2 separate regions of the Mus musculus genome follow, and region 2 is linked to region 1. A link is a contact called in public ChIA-PET data. All regions are on one chromosome and are shown on one strand. Each heading gives the region's core, a stretch centred on a gene start, on an enhancer-like site or on the middle of the called end of the contact. The rest is flanking DNA. Distances are from core to core; before and after follow the strand shown.

Evidence for each region. ChIA-PET counts read pairs in DNA pulled down with a chosen protein or histone mark.
Region 2: a contact with region 1 is called in an RNA polymerase II ChIA-PET map of memory CD8 T cells, with 7 read pairs. The contact joins two enhancer-like sites. A contact is called at or near these places in 3 of 484 Hi-C or Micro-C datasets (CD4 T cells and the HPC-7 cell line) and 1 of 115 datasets of contacts at active chromatin or transcription factors (memory CD8 T cells).

The regions. Positions count from the first base shown.
Region 1 is chr17:18,556,722-18,561,855 of GRCm38.p6, reverse strand. No RefSeq gene overlaps it. Among named protein-coding and RNA genes, the nearest start is that of Vmn2r96, 22 kb to the left of the region's middle. Within about 2 kb of position 2,940, at least 78 of the 459 cell types and tissues checked have an H3K27ac peak or open chromatin away from gene starts, as enhancers often do. A contact at or near this core is called in memory CD8 T cells, where this site is marked.
Region 2 is chr17:18,954,946-18,960,079 of GRCm38.p6, reverse strand. It overlaps Gm41538 (a long non-coding RNA gene), which reads left to right. Exons shown (of 3, transcript XR_876649.2): 2 at 3,634-3,733; 3 at 4,910-5,134. Among named protein-coding and RNA genes, the nearest start is that of Gm41538, 12 kb to the left of the region's middle. Within about 2 kb of position 2,564, at least 8 of the 459 cell types and tissues checked have an H3K27ac peak or open chromatin away from gene starts, as enhancers often do. A contact at or near this core is called in memory CD8 T cells, where this site is marked.

The DNA.
Region 1 (5,134 bases), core at 1,691-4,190:
ATCCCTGTTGAATGGAGCCAAAAAGGTTCATTTGGGCATTAATTGCTCTGAGATCATGAAGAAGCCTCCATTTTCCTGATTTTTTCTTAATTATGAAAATAGGTGTATTCCAGGGTGAGGTAGAGGGCTCTAAATGACCCAAATGTAGCTGTTCAGAGACCAGTTTTGTGGCTGCTTCTATTTTTTCAGAGGAGAGAGGCCATTGAGGAACCCATACAACTTCCTATGTAAGCCATGGTATGGGCATAGAGCCCCCAATGGCCCCTAGAAAAAACCCAAACCTTGTCTCCCTTTATTACTTTCTTGAGGGATACGTTCAAGTCTACCCTGCTCTCTTTTCCCTAGTCCCTTTCCTTTTTTGTAACCCATTTTACTCATGATTTTAACAGCTTGTGTAGAATACTCATTTCTTAAGGTCAGGCCCTTTTCTGAGAGAACATCTCTCCCCAAAGATTGACTGGTCATGGAAGGACATAAGGGGTAAATAAGCCTCTCTGTCCCTCCGGAGTCTGCCACTCCAATTGTGTAGAACTGATTGTAGGACATGATTGATATCCCAGGCCCTGTAGCGAGTGGGAAGATTTATCTACAGGCCAGGCCCAGGGCCACCAATGTGAGGAGATGATGCTCTTATTGGCCCCTGTATTCATAATTCCCTGAAAGTCTTTACCATTGATTGTTAAATGCAGCGTGGGTCTATTGTTTAGTGGCATAATTAGATATGCTGCATCTTGGCCAGAAGAGCCTATGCGATTGCTTCCATGTTTTGTGTTCTCTCCTCTCTCCCTGTGGGCAATAGGATCATTTGTGCAATTCTATCTCCCGATGTAATGGAGAAAATTACTTGAGGGCAGGAGCAAAGGACCTGAATTTCTTGTAAATGGTGATGATCTACTATTCCAGGATAAACTATAAGTCCTTGCATAGTCAGCAATCCTCGCCCTATTATCAGGCCCACTGTTCCTGAAGGTACGGGTTCCGGGGCTTCAACTGGAATAGGATAGACATTCATTTGTTGCATGAGTAGGAAGTCAGTGGTGGAACGCAGGTCCACTGATGCGACTCCTCTGGGTTCATTTCCTCTGAGTTGCTCTGGCTTTTGATAAATCGACTCCCATATTTGTGAGAGCCCTGGGATCAGGGGCCCACAATCCCGTTTTTTGTTAGGTGGTTGTCAGATTCATTGATTGGGGGCAGGAGCCTCCCCTTTATATTACGAATTGAGCAGCACTCACTAGCTTTGTGATAACCCTTTCCACAACGAGAGCAAAGAGTAGCCACTCGGGCCTGCTCTGGGAAGGGTCAGTCTTTCTTTAGGTGGCCTATCTTTCCACAGTTAAAACAAGCTCTTTGTTTGCTGATAGAGGGGCGCTTTTGTGATTGTAATATGGCTGCAGCCAGCCCTGCATTAGTAAGTGGACATCCTAGTTCTCTACATACCCTAAGCCAATCTTGCAATCCCTTGTTTTTTCTTGGCGTGTTTGCAGTCCTGCTTTCCTGTGTGGCCTGCTCATAAACAAGCTGTTCAATTAATGGCATAGCCTGTTGAGGGTCTCCAAAAACCCTTCCTGCAGCCTCTGTCATTCGTGCTACAAAGTCTGAGAACGGCTCCTAGGAGCCCTGGATAATCTTTGTAAGGTGGCCTCCAGCTTCTCCCTTTCTTGTAAGAGCTTTCCAAGCCTTAATGGCAGCCGCTGATATCTGAGCATATGCTCCCCAATGATAATTAGTCTGATTGGCAGCATACTGTCCTTGGCCTGTTAATAATTCAAAAGTTCATTGCCTCTGATTATCATCTTCTGCCACAGCATTAATTCTTGCCTGATTCTGGGCAGCCTCATACCACAAGGCTTTCCATTCCATGTATTGTCCAATATTAGGTAGAGTGGCTTTAACTGTCATTTGCCAGTCTGCTGGAGTCATTGCTGTATTGGCAAATCTCTCGACCTGTACTAAGGTGAAGTTGGCATTGACTCCATAATTACGGACAGATTCGGCAAGTTCCTTAATTCGTTGATATTCTACAGAAGCATGTATGCATCCTGCGCCGTCTCCAGCATCGAAGACTGGAAAAGCCATCTGAATCTCTTTTAATTCCTCCTGAGGCAGAAAGGAACTAGCACCATATCTTGATTCATATGGTGGAGGCTCTGAGGGCTTGGGTGATGGCTGTATGCCCCCCCTTTTATTAACCTTTTGCTGTACTCTGTGATCAGGGCCATACCTTGCCTCTTCATATCTTGCTGCTTCCTCTTCTAATTCTGCCTCTTCACTAGGGTCTAAATCATCAGGATCTGAGCAACAAGTTCTAGGGCTTCTAGATCTTGGGTGGGATAAATATTACTAAGTTTACCTGTAGGGGGCACGTTTTCACCTTCCCCTTTTTTCACTCCCCCCCGTTTCTAGCATCCGGGGAGGTCCTTTTTCCTTAGACGTGTCTTTTTTCTTTTTACCAGCTCCTAATCTCTCGCTCCGTTCGGTTTCTGACATGCTGTCCTGAACCTCCTCTAACGTCTCTTGTCCCTCAACTACTGCAGGTTGGCAGGTCTCATCTTCTGAGCAATTCTTTATTAATTTCCAAATTGCCTTAGTGCCTAGGCGTAAGTCTCCTTCCTCAAATTTTCTATCTAGGTCTCTTCCTAGTTTATTCCACGAGGCTGTGGTCAGGGAACCTGAACAAGCATACCATGGGGCAACATGGTCAATCTCTTTGACAAAATTTTGTACAGTGCGGGTGGCAATCTTGAGATCTCTCTGCTTAAGGACAACTTGCAGTGTGTTTACAACTGACTGTGATGACCCCATTGTGCCTGCAGTTTATCTACATCCGACTTAAGGCACACTGAAGCAGAAGTGAAAGTAGAAAACCACACTCCACTCCAAAAGCAGAAGTCTGTTCCTGAAGCAGAAGTCTGCTCTCAAAGCAGAAGTCTGCTCCCGGAGCAGAAGTGAAAGTAAAATGCCACGCTCCACTCTCTTATGTACGAGAGACTGACTGAGCTTGACGGTGCCGTCGCTTATCTACGTCGGACTGACCGCACCTCAAAATTAACACCAACCATGATGAACACAATAAGACACCAGGAGAAAGAAGACAAGCACCAGGGTTACCAAAACCAAAACTTCCACCGACCCTTCCCACGGTGCTTCTAGATTGAGACCAAAGTCAAAAGGAACAACAGGCTCACGATCAGACATGCCTCTCCGAAGTTACCTTCCACTGCAGTTCTGAATCTGCCCCGTTTCCAGGGGTCTCCTCAGTGCCGGAGATGTTGTAGTTCCCGGGTTTCAGCACCAGATGTCCCTGTGTGAGAAGGAGTCTCGCCGGCGAGGACACACACACAGGACACACTTGGATCCTTCTGCAGCAAAGCTTAATGGATCTCGAGAGAAAGATGATCAGCTTCTGGGGAGGAGACCCAGAACACAGGAAACTCGGTCCTTAAATAGACCACGAAGAGCGGTTGGAGACGTGTCTTGCCCTGACTGGTTGCTCACCATCAGCCCAGATGACGCCACGGGACAGGCAGGGTACAAGGAATGGAAAAATACCCCAGCACATGCGCAGACTACTTGTTTACCAGTTAGAACACCGGATGTCAGCACCATCTTGTAATGGCGATTGCAAGGGCAGCTCCTCACAGAGGGGAAGGAGCTATGATTTTAATTTCTCCCTCATAATTATTATTTATAACACCTGGATAAATCTGCAGGCCTTTTACAATAGAACTGCTTCGTCCTAAAAGAAAGCCACAAGTTTCTACGGGTAGGGGTCCAAAGACTCTGGTAGGCAGAGTTTGGACTCCCCTTTCTGGGGTTAATACTGTGTGGATAGTGGGATGGAGGTCCAGTCTTGTATTTCCTGGGTTTGACCTGATAAGCTTTAAAACTGATCTTTTTGGCTAGGCAGCAGTTTTATAGCCCCATAAGCTGTTTTCTTTGAGTAAGTCAGGATCTGGGGCTGACCCCTTCCCTCATTTCCCAGCACCTGGCAGCTCAGAATGCCTGGCTTAGACTTGCACTCTCTGGCCCAGTGGTGGCCCTTCTTGCACCAGGAACAAATTCCTGGGGCATGGCCTGCTTGCCTATCCTCAGCACCATTGTTCTTAGGACAATTACTTTTAAAATGATCCAAACTTCTACATTTAAAACATGCATTATTCTCTCATTTCCACAAGAACATTGCTTGTACATGGGTCCCCTGCAAAATTGCACAAGATGGCCCAAAGTCTGCAGAAAGACGGATATATCCCACCAAATCTGTCTGTCCCTTATGCGGTTGAATCGTGGCTCAGCACATTGCGTTAGCATTCTCATAAGCCAATTGCATAACAAAAAGCCTTCCCGTGCCTGACTTTCTAAGGATTCTACTAGCTGAAATTAAAAGCCTGTCCACAAAGTTTTGGTAAGGCTCATCAGAACTCTGCCAAATGCTAGTTAAACTTTTACCAATATCTCTTTTAACTGGCAACAGTCCCCAAGCACTGCACGCAGCCACAATTTGCATGTACACTGTAATGGGAAAATCAGTCTGATTTGTCTGTATCTCATATGGACCCTCTCCTAAAAGCATGTTGCTATCCCAGTCTAAATTAACAACCTGAGCATTTAAAGTGGCAGTTTTTTTACTGGCGTCTCACCATTCAGAATTCCAAAGCAAAAAACGTCTCCTCTTGACAGGGTAGCCTTACAAAGAGTCTTCCAATCTAGGGGGGTTAAGTATGACTCCATGACGGTATCCAGTAGCACTTGAGTGGATGGGGCTGAAGGGCCATATTGCACAACAGCTGTTTTTAATTCCTTTTATCAACTTGAAATCCAAAGTCTGGTAATGTCTGACCCTACCATCTTGTTGATCAACTATCTCGACCTCCAGAAAGGCTAGCATATCAGACATACTCTGTCCTCTCCCATGTGCCTGACTCACAGCTCTTTCTAGCGGCACCTGGTGAACTTTAGAAGAGTTACTCTTCCCCGCTTCTGATATCCTTTTTAGCTCCTGAAGCTCATTAGTCAACTTCTGAAGCCTAATTTCAAACTCTAATTTGCTTAGTCGCGTGTCCCTATGAGTAGCACCTCCCTAGGTGGGGACCATAGGTGGAGCAGAAGACTTGCAAGAAGGCCAATTCTCATC
Region 2 (5,134 bases), core at 1,315-3,814, 400 kb before region 1:
TTTTATAAACTTGTTATTAATTTCCTCAGGGCCCAGGATCTTTTCTGCAGTTTCTAGAAGAAACTCCCCAGAAACTCATTGTAAGGCTCCCGAGCTCCCTGAATAATTTTGGTCAATTGGGTAGTCATAGAACCCTTTGAAGGGACGGCACACCAGGCCCCAAAGGGAGCCTCATTAACCTGTGACAGGAGTCCAGTGGGGAATTTAAGTTGGTGCTTCTCAGACACATATTTCCCCTGTCCTCTGAGTTTATCAAGAGTCCACTCAGCCACGGATGCTTTGGGATCTCTCTGGTTCTGCCTTGTGAGAGATTGGCACCTATCTAGAAAATCAGATTTCCAAGACAAAAACTGTCCAGGAGAAAAAACTGCCTGGGTAACTCTAAACCACTCAGTGGGAGTGATGTTTCCCCCTCCAGAGAGGGCTTCAAGCATGGAAACAGTAAAGTGTGTATAGGACCATTAGTTTTGACTTCAGTATTGAGATCCTTAAGAGGCTTAAACTTTAATCTTTTATACTCAGTCATCTCTCCCAGCGGGGCCTTGGGAGCTGTGGCAGCTGTCACATTTTCAGTTTCACTATCACTTGCTTTTTCATCCTCTTTGCTATTTTCTGCATCAGCAGTGGGGTCCTCTTCTGAGGAGGAAGCCTCGTTGGCACTCTGGCGGGTTAACACAGGGAATGCCAAGGATTTTCTCGAACTAACTCTCTGGGAGGTTTTATTAGAATGAGATTTTTGGGAGGCTTTGTTAGGGTGAGAATGAGGCGAGCTGGCCATCCCTCGAGCCTGATGGCCGCCAGAGATGGCAGGGAAATGGACCGGAGCCATCATTGGACTAGGGAAACTGTCTCTCTTAAAGTCTCCTGAAGAGAAGAGAGCTCTATGGAGAGATCAGCAAACTGTTTTTCTAAATTTAGGACCTCTTTAAGGTCGGAAATTTGTTTAGATAGCTGTTTTTTTTTTTTTTTTTTTTTTTTTGGCCTGTAAAACTTATTCACATTGTGGAGAAAGTGGAAAGACCACAGGTGCACAAAATTCAAGAGCGGAGGAGTAAGGAAGGGGTCTAGAATGTGCCTCTGTGTTCACAATGGGTGGCCAATCAAGGTTGCAATATCAGCAGCCTCTTCCTCCAAATCACTCTCCTCAGAGGGACTTAGCTTATTTTTGTGAGGCTTCTTAAAATTGGGGTAGGTAAGCTTTGTTTCTTGTAATATTCATCACTGGATGCATTGGTGGACAGTTGAAGATAGAGGTGTTGGACAGGCTTTTTGGGGTGAGCAGCCGGGTACTCTGGGGAAGACATATCAATAATAACGGAGGGGCATGGTGAGGAAGGTTGTGGCAACTGCAGGTCTGCAATCTTTACAGAGGACATAGAGGCCAAGTGAGAAATTGGTTAAGGAAATCCTCAGCCAATGAAACAGTCTTGCCTGCCTCATCCAAAATGACTTAATGACATCTCTAATAAAACCCCAATAACTAAATGTCTGAGTAGGCACTACATCTGGACCTTCTTTATTTAAAATTTCATTAAGATCCCGTCCTACCTTTTCCCATTTAAGCGGATGAATCTCTGGTCCATCTATTATGAACCATTTACAGACTTGGGAGACAAAGATAAAATTTTTGTCAAATCATACTTTTTAACTCTATCTCTTCTTTCTCTGAGAGATTCTTTGATATCCTTAATGAAGTATTCTGCTTTAGAAAGTTTTTGGCCCATTTTATAGGATGGAGAAATGTAAACTCATCGAGGAAGATTTTCTCTCATGAGAGGTGAGAGCATTCCTCAAAACGACTTCATAGCTTGTAGAGGTGACCTTCTCAGGAAAATGGGCTCCATCTGGCTAGGGTCTGTACCTTGGGCCCCATTTTTTGGCACCACTTGTCCCCATCCACAGGACTCAGTAATTAGTGGGGTACGAGGGGGACCATGCCTGAAAGAGAAATGGGCAAGAAAGAAGGAGCAAGACCAAGCAATTATTGTCAAGGTATGTTTATTGTGAGCAAGGTTAAAGAATATAAGTGGTAAGAAGCAGGAAGTAAAGAGGGAAAAACTTGCCCATGCCTCAGCCCAGGGCAGGGGTGCTTCTGCATAAGATGCTATCTACTCTTAGCTCAGGGAACATTCTGTGGTTTTTCTCAGGAAGTTTGCAGATACTATTATCTGATCTTGATGTTCTGTCAGCTTTTATTTCAAAAGGTCAGAATTTTCTCAAGAAGGGAGGGGAACTTTGGATTATGGCTCAGTGTTGGTCTCCAACAATTGGGAGGTATGGAGCTGTGTAACTGGAACAAATATATCTTGTGTGCTAGTTGGGTACTTGCCTTAATATATGCTATTTATTTTGCACTTCAGGCTTTTCCCCTACATGTTATTATTTCCCCCTCAACAATCCTTCCCCCTATACTCCCTACCATTCTTCTCTAAATGGTGGAGGCCTTCCTGGGTATGCAACCCCCCTGGAATATAATTCTCTGGGAAGCTGGGTACACCCTCTGCCACTGAGACTACACAAGTCATTCCAGCATTTAGAACATATTCCAATGACAGGCAATAGCTCTAGGAATAGCCCCCACTTCATTTGTTGGGGCACACATGGAGACAAAGCTTTCCATTTGTTACACATGTACAGAGAGGCCTACTTCTCGCCCAGAATATTATTTATTTTGTGATTCAGTCTTTGTGTTATGCAAGGGTAGAGATTAGTTAACTCTGTTTTTCTTCCTGTTGATATCCTTTCCAATTAGATACCCCAGACTTTCTTCCTGTTCTTCCATAGCTCCATATATATTTTGACTGTAGATGTCTGCCTATGTCTGTGTCAGTTGCTGTTTTGAGCCTCTCAAAGGACAGTTATGCTAGACTCCTGTCAGTAAATATATAATTAATTGTGTGAGAGTTAGGTACTTTCCCAGTGGATATGTGGGGAATTGCCGGCTGGTCTCCAGTCCAACTGATGTCTAACCCCCAATGGTAATAATTCACCTAAATGACACAGTAGGTGTTCCTTCATGCTCCGGGAACTCCAGCCCCTTACAAAGTGACCACCTCCCACAGCCCCCACAAGAGAACCATGGTCAGTATCACATAAGCAATGTTCAAAGCTTCTGTCCTTTAGGCTAAACTCCTCCCCAGTTACCTAGCAACAGTGAAGACCATAAAAAAGGAGTGCTCAGCCCACACCTCATTCTCTTATTCCTTTGTCCTCTCACCTCTCTTCTCTCTCTCTCTCTCTCTCTCTTCCTCCTTTCTACCTTCTCTCTTTCCCCTGCATTTCTAAAATAAAGCTCTAAAACCATAGAGTCTCTGCTCTGCTCCTTCATGTTCCACTGCACACTCTGGTCAGTGTTGGGAACTTTTTTCTTCTTCCTTCTCTCCCACAATCCTGGTGGCTTTAGCAAAGTGGTTCCTTGGGGGTCCCCATGCAGGGCTGCCTCTTGACCACCCCCTGAAGAGTGTGATAGAGGAATGACCACCCAGGGATGAGTGGATAGGGCAGATAGCAGCCCTCCCATGCCTGACTGTCCAGAGAACAGGGAAACTCTGGAGGGGCATGTGCATCTTTTTCCTTCATTTCTTCGCCAGGGCCTCTGGTCCACCCCCCTTTTTAATATTTTGTTCCCAACAGCTGGTGACAGAGAGGTTATTACATCATCCGCATGAGATAGATTCAGCTGAAGAATGCTTCCCACAGAGACCTACAGGAGATCTCCAAGTTTCCCAAGACAGTGAGTGATCCAGTTCAAAAACTTGGCCTTTTACTTTTCTCTTTCTCTTTCCAAAGTGTTCTTGGCCAGCTCTGTAACTGAAAGAAAACGAGATTTTGTATCTTGTGATTCATGTAAAAGAGTTGTCTATGAGCCTGCGGCCTGGGACCAAGAACAAAGTAGAACAGACAGGGTTGTTGTTAAGACATTCCTAAGAACAGCTTGATTGTTCAAGCAGGGCTATCTTGTCTGGGTCAACACCACCTGGCCGGAACCTCCCCTCTGTCTACTGCCCCTTGACGCCAGGTAAAGTCATACATAAACTGGTTGCTATGTGAATAAGATAAGCCACCAGCCCACAGGAACAAAGTCTTGATGCCCTTTTGCTAACATGTAATCTTTCTGTTAATGTTTAAATAAGCCAATAGTGTGTTGCTATGCTGAATTCCACACCCCTAAGCACCTTACCCCATAAAAACCCCTAGCTTTCCAGCCTCATGGCCAACATCTGTTATCTCCTGTATGGGATGCATGTCAGTCAGGAGCTCCTTCGTTAAACGTCCTCATATAATTACATCAAGAGATGGTCCTTTGTGATTATTTTTCGGTGCACGCCAAATCGGGAATTGGGTGGGGGTTTCCCCACAAGGTCTAACATAACCCCTCCCCTCTAGTTCTTGGCTTTAATCTCTGCTGGCTAGGGCTGTCGTGAGGTCCCCTTCCCTTTCTTTGTTACAGGTTTAACTACAAGAGAGTTGGCTTTCTGACATCTGTAGCCTTCCTTACTCCAGATAAGGCCCAGCTAGGCAGTGATAGTCAGCTGAGTGGGCGGGACATGCCACAGCTGGGCTGAACCCCTGCTAAAAGCCTTCCACTTAACCCTTTACTCTCCAGTTAAAATAAAAAGAAAACAGGGGGAATTATGCCTCTCCCAACATCCAGATAAGCCCTGACAGGAATACCTGAATAGTGCTTTTAACCAAAAAATTATCTTGCTTCTTTTTCTAAATGCTCTTTTTCTCTCTAGTTTTCAACATATATGTCCAAAAATTCTTACACCTTGTTTAAAATTTCCCTTAAGGTGCAAAAATTGTCCAATGCTTAATTAATAGCTGGTTTTCTTTTACAGAAGAACTGTTAACTGCCTACTCCAGTTACACAACTAACATTACATTTTCTTCTTTCGCCATCCACAAGGATCTGGGATGTGCTCCTAAGCAAACCATTACAGGCATGGTTTTTGCTATCCACACTATGGAGATATCCTCTGCTTGTGTTCTGCTTCTTTGTTATAATTAATACAGGTCTATCTCTAAACGAGGCCTGCTGCCACAGCTCCACCTGAGACAGCACCATCTACTGAGACCTACAGAGGAAAGCTGCCTTACTCCAAAAATCTCATCTGACTGAAGGTTCCCAAGA